Linked DNA regions of Ovis aries: region 1 is linked to region 2. Evidence: chromatin contacts called from public Hi-C data. All regions are on one chromosome and are shown on one strand. The core of a region is the stretch at or near the end of the contact, and the rest is flanking DNA. Distances in the headings are between cores, read along the strand shown.

Region 1 (3,143 bases), core at 200-2,699, 360 kb after region 2:
CCTAGCCGGGGAGTATCTGTTTTCCGCAGCGTCCAGGAGAGTCCGCTGCGTGGTGGTATCGCGGGTTGCCACTGCTTATCCACAGGCTCTTTTTAAGAACCTTGAAAGTGTATTGATAATTCCCAATTTAATCCTGGACCACTGGCGTCCTCTGTTGGTCACCTAAGGAAGGGGAGGGCAGACACCATTGACCCGCACGGAGCTGGCCCACCGGATTCGCGGAGACTTCGGGGAGCAATTGTGCCCTTCGGCTCACCACCCCGCCGCTCCCGCCCCCCGCCCGCCCCCCGCCCGCCCTGTGTAATGCGAGGTGTTCAGATTACACAGACGAGCGAGACTCCCAGAGTCTCCATTTCAACGCACCGCTGGGAACTTGAAAAAAAAACTAGCCTGAAAAAAAAAGACAGTGAATATCACCAATTTTAAGGACTGTTCAGTTATTAATTACACTTCAGCAATGCTCGGTTTATTGTTTTTTTTATATTCTTTTGTTGTGAATATAAGCTCTATTTGAAAACCTCATCAGGGAAAATACCTAAAACAAAGACAAGCGTGTCAAATTTCTGAGAAACCCTCTAAGTAACCATTTGCCGCCGGTCCATTTTAGTAACCAGGGACTTGCAGACACCCGGAAAGTGCGAACCCTCAAGGCACTGAGAAGTCTTATCTGGAAAGAGCGAAGACCACGTGAGCACCTGCAGAGGCGCATTTGTGGGGAGCGGGCTGCATGTGGTAAAGCCCCAAGTCCTTGGCTCCCTGAGACTTAGATGCGAATCGGGAATCCTCATTCAGAAATTCATCCTCCACCCCCCGACCCGAGGAATTAAAATTTTCAAAGCTTTGCAAAGTACACACGGTGAGAAGCTGCGCTCACCAGTTTCCTTGACACCATTTCGACGCGGAGTGACCTCAACCTGGGACACAGAGAGGGAAGGGCGGCTGCAAGGGAGTGGCCCAGGTCAGAGTCGCTGGCGTGGCCTGGGGCGCCAGAGATCCCGGGGTGACCAAGACTCCTGGGTGGCCGGAGGCACCTGGGACTGCAGACTGGTGGGGCTGCCAGGTTTCCGGGAATGGAGGGATTGTCGGGAGGGGGGGGGGGGCACCGAGCTTGCGGTAGCGAAACAGGTGCCTGCCGCTGCGGCCGCGGGCTATGCGCCCCCGCCCTTGACCCTGCAACACAAGGCTTGGCGCGGGTCTGCGGAGCCGGGTCTGCGCCGGCCCGCCCCCGCTCCCCTCCCCGCAGCCGGCGCGCCGTTCCGGGGCGTGTCCTCGGCCGCCCGGCTCCTATATAGCGGCCGGCGCTCCCCGGACCGCCCAGATGCGAGCGCGGCAGCTATTCCACGCTGAGGGCCAGCCCTTGCCAGCCCCGCTCCTACAGCGTCGCTCAGCTCGCTGCCGCCCAGTCCCCGCGCCCCGCGGCCGGACGAGCATCCGGCCCCCGCGGCGGGCGCCATGCTGCGGGCACGCCCCGCGCTCTGGGCTGCGGCTCTGACCGCGCTGGCGTTGCTCCGTGGACCGCCGGCGGCACGAGCTGGGGCGGGCACGGTGGGCGCCGGCCCGGTGGTGCGCTGCGAGCCGTGCGACGCGCGTGCCGTTGCCCAGTGCGCGCCGCCGCCCCCGTCGCCCCCGTGCGCCGAGCTGGTGCGCGAGCCGGGCTGCGGTTGCTGTCTCACTTGCGCGCTGCGCGAGGGTCAGCCTTGCGGCGTCTACACCGAGCGCTGTGGCTCCGGCCTCCGCTGCCAGCCGCCGCCTGGCGATCCGCGCCCGCTACACGCGTTGTTGGACGGCCGCGGGCTCTGCGCCAACGCCAGCGCCGTCGGCCGCCTGAGCCCCTACCTGCTGCCCGCGCCACCCGCGCCAGGTGAGCTGCCCGCGCCAGATGCGCTGCCGAAGCGCACCCCTGGGCCAAGGTCAGAGGTGGTGCTCCTTCGTAGCTCTTCCCGCCCCAAGGGTTGTACATGGGAAAGCTGAAGCCTCAAGACGCGAGGGCGCTTGCCGGAGATACCCTCCCCGACCGGCCTTCTTCTCTCTTCGTTCTTTGAGTTGCGCGTTCTTGTAAATTGTAAAACTCTTCCCGCGAAAACGGATTATAGATTCCCTGGGGAGGGAGGGAGCAGATTTGGAGGTTAGTGGTCAATGGAGAGGCCCTGGACGGAGGAGATTCTCCGGCCATTCATGCAGGAGCCGCGCGGAAATGTGGGCGTGTACTGTTTGGCACAATTCGGACTTGGGTTTCCCACGAACTAAGAACGAATGTGTCCGCGCAGACGATTCTTGCGGACCTAGAGGCGCAGGGGACGGGACCGGGTGCATTTGGACCGGGAATGTGGGCAGGCACGTTCTAGGAAATGGTACCTGGCTTTAAAAGTACTGAGATATGCACAGACCACAGTTTGCAAAGCAGTGTCCCGTCCAGGGGTGTCCCAAAACCAGGGAGGTGGGAACCGGGTATATCTTCTGCAGTCGGACAACCTGACGTTCAGAAAAAAGTGACTCTGAAGGTGGCAGGTGTTCCTCTAACTTTGAAGCATGCTTAGCCAGCCTCAGTCCTGTGAGTGAAGAAGTTTCCACATCGCTGAAGGCTAGGAGAAAAAGCCCCCACCTCCAACCTCCAGCTGGACAAAGCACAGTAGGCTAGCCTCCGCCCGCCCCAACATCCGTGGCTGGAAGGATGGAAGTCCCCTTCTAATTTCCCTCCGTGCAGGTTTCCTCTCCCAGGTGAGGCTATTTTCTTTCCAAAACCAGTGAAAAAGGTAAAATTACAACTGCCTAAAACATATACCGGCTATAGTAGACTGTTAGAATTCCTGGATGTGTTTGACAGGGCAGTTGGGTCATTTGCTGTGTGAGTACTTCACTGTTACTGTGCATTTTTGGAAATTCAAAAAGTGATCTTAGAAGTTGTTACAGATATTATCGTTTGGGGCCAGACTTTAATAGGCATTATGATTACTGTCATAGGATCTCCACAGTATAGGTTGATGTAGTTTATTATAAAATTACAAAAAGATCTAAGTGACTTCTCAAATTCACTTGAGCGGGGAGAAGTAAATTTAAGTCACAGTCAAAAGTTTAAGACAATTATCTGTGGCTTAAATGGAAGGGGTTTCTTTTTGTGCTTGTCAGCAGGCCTTAGAAAGAAA
Region 2 (3,058 bases), core at 15-2,514:
AGACCTGACACCCTGTTTGTGTGGCAAATGGCAGGATTCCGTAGAATGAATGCACCCATTTGTTTGACCATTCACTAGTCAGAGGACATGTGGGCTGATTTCAGTATTTTGTGGCATCCTTTGTGCTAGTGTTTGCTGTAGCCCCCCAGTTTCAATCCTATGGGGACAAAGAAGCCACCATCTAGGCCACTTGCATTGGATCCCTCTGGTTGCTGCCCTGGCTGCCTGGTTGTCTCAGCTTAAAGAGTCCTAGGCCTGCAAGGATGGACAAGGAGGTGTCAGGGCCAGGTCTTTATTGTGTTGGAGTCCCTTCTGCCCATTTCCTCCAGTGACCTTGACATCCCTTGGTGGAGCAGAGCTGTTCCAGTTTTTTTTTTTTAAGTCTTCTCTGAAGGGGCCATTTTAAACATCCATATTTCCCTAAGCTTCCCAGGGTTTTTGTATTTATTTGCACATTAGCAATTCATATAAATACTGAAAGCCCCTGGGAACCAATTTTATTTCTCAGTCTCACTTACAAATTTGTAGGCTTTATCATTCTCCTCTTTCCCACTGATTAAGTTAACTGCAGCTTGACCACATTAATGCTGTTGTCTCTCTTACTGGTATTTGTTCTCTTCACCCACAACAGTGTTTGTGCTCCTGGAAAAATCCTCCAAGCCCACCCATATCCTAGTTAGACCCCCAACTAGGAACCGGCACAAACAGCCACATGGTGACCCTCTGGGACAGGCATTCAGACATACGAGTTTTGCATTCAGTTTGGCAAACAATACAGTTTTGTTTTTTTCTTAAAAGAAGACATAAACACTTTCAAACTTTAGCAAATGATGAAGATGGATATCATTATCCATTGCTATCTCTACGAGTAGGACATTCATGCTACTTGAAAACTTGATCCACGCTCAACACCTGAAAATGTCATCCATGCTAAACTCTGACTCTGCTGACACTCTCCTCGGTGTTCATAGACTAAGATCCCAATCTTGACTCTCATTTATTGCCTAGGTGACCAAAAACATGTTCCTTCATGTCTGTGACCCTTTCCTGGAATGGGAATTTAAAAACATGGACCTTTGAGAAAGATGGAATGTTTTACTGACAGAGTTCATGGCCTAGCACTTATTAAGTACTCAGTGTATGTATTATTTTAAATTTTATATTACAATTCTTATTGAATGAAACTCATACCACCTTGCTACCAGAGAGAGCTTTACACAGCATGACTCAAGCATGGCATTTTTCTGCTCAGTAGTCATAATCACACTCCATTGCCCATGGAGCAATCTAAACTCCCTGCTCTGCCACAAAAAACAAAACTTTGCATCTCTAATCTCTTCCCTGAATTCAGCCTGATCCCTTTTCACTTCCTTATCTATTGCTTGGTAACAAGCCATCCTAAAAGTCAGCAGCTTCAAACAGCATGCATGAGTATCACATAACATTTATGGATCAGGAATCCATAGACAGCTTCCTGCGTCTCCTCATAGAAAGAACAACTTACCTGAATTTGCTTGGGATTTTCCCCTGTTTTAACCCTGAAAATTCTGAGAAACCTCTCAGTTCAGGGCACTCTGGGATGGTTTTCTTGGGATGCTTCCAGTGGTAAAAATAAAAATCCCAGACATTCCCTTCGGTCCTGGGCACCCTAGGTTCAAGGTCTGTCTCAGGATGCCTTAAAGTGTTGGCTGAGCTATAGTCATCTGAAAGCTCTACTGGGGAAGAAAGTGCCTCCGAGTTCACGTGTTTGTTGGACAGATTCACCTCTGTTGTGGCTCCTGTCCAGATGTTGCCCTCAGTTCTTTGCCATCTGTGTCCCTCCAACGTGTCAGCTTGCTTCATCAAAGCAAAAAACCAAGAAGGCAATTTAGAGACTAAAAAGTGATGAAGAAGGGGGAAGCCATAGTCTTTTACAACCTAATCATGAAGCTGCACCCCAAAACTTTCCCATATTTCTCTGGTTAGAAGCAAGTCATTTTGTCCAGTACCCATAAAACGGAGAACATTACACATTGGCACCAGTTCCAGAAGGTGGAGACTTCAGGGCCACCTTGCAAATCTGCTTAAAACACTGACCTCTGGGAACCTCATTCTCGAGTTGCTGAGACCTCAATTTTACCAAGAGCCTTTCAGTTTATTTCAGTTCTTCACCAATTCCTGCAATGCCCTTTATCCCCCAAATATGTCTGCAATATATGTATATATATATTCCTCCATAATCAAATCCAGTTCCATCTCCATTCTATAAATGTCCCAGATCTTCACGCCTTCATATTCCCCAGGCAAAAGTAATTATCCAGCCCTTCTTTTCCCATAGCACTCTATTAATTTAGTGTTTGTCATCTATGGTAATTTTTTTTCTCCTCATATCCTAAAGGAAGGATCTTTCTAAAACTCACACATCTACAGGATAATTTCTTTCCCATCAGCCTATTCTATAAGTCCTACCCTGAGACATCAAGAAATATGATCATCTTTACTATCAATCCCACTGAAATAGTCCTAAGAAGGATTTTGAACATTAAAACAGAAACAGAAAAGAAGGAACACTGGAACGGGCGTGTCTCCTGAAAAGGAAATTGAGTATACCAAGAGGTATGAATAATTTAGAGAAACTCCTCAGAAGTTGGAGGGAATGACATCAGTCATTGTGATTTCATGCTGAATCACCCTACTATTTCACCTGTTCTTGGTGTTTCTGGGGAAAACGAAAATCCCCAGGACTGCTACACCTCATGGTGTGTTTCTGAGTAATTTATCACCATACTCAGAATCATAGCTCACAGGGTGGAGAGACTTTGCTGGTTCTGATATGATATTTATCAGTCAATACAATCATTACTTGTAGCTTTGTTGAGACTTGCAGAGGGCTCACAGAAACACAGAAGAGGTTGAGTACATTCTTTTTCCCACTCAAGATATGTATTTGTAAATATTTAACAAATGGGAGATACTGTGCGGAAATCACCTCTTGTGCACATATTTAGCAGACTCCTAGAGTTATACAGAACTCAAGTGGTCATCTAGACCAGTAATTTCAAAACAAGCCCCTCTCATG

Evidence for each region. A called contact is a pair of places that touch in the nucleus more often than the background predicts.
Region 1: a Hi-C map of hypothalamus shows a contact between it and region 2, with 5 times the contacts expected there. The contact joins the promoter of IGFBP3 here to the enhancer-like site in region 2. A contact is called at or near these places in 3 of 16 Hi-C or Micro-C datasets (hypothalamus, skin fibroblasts and tail adipose tissue).

Annotation. Positions count from the first base shown.
Region 1 is chr4:77,776,747-77,779,889 of ARS-UI_Ramb_v3.0, forward strand. IGFBP3 (insulin like growth factor binding protein 3) reads left to right here and starts at 1,450. Exons shown (of 4, transcript NM_001159276.1): 1 at 1,450-1,861. The coding sequence starts at 1,453.
Region 2 is chr4:77,415,062-77,418,119 of ARS-UI_Ramb_v3.0, forward strand. No RefSeq gene overlaps it. Among named protein-coding and RNA genes, the nearest start is that of IGFBP3, 360 kb to the right of the region's middle. Within about 2 kb of position 1,265, at least 3 of the 54 cell types and tissues checked have an H3K27ac peak or open chromatin away from gene starts, as enhancers often do.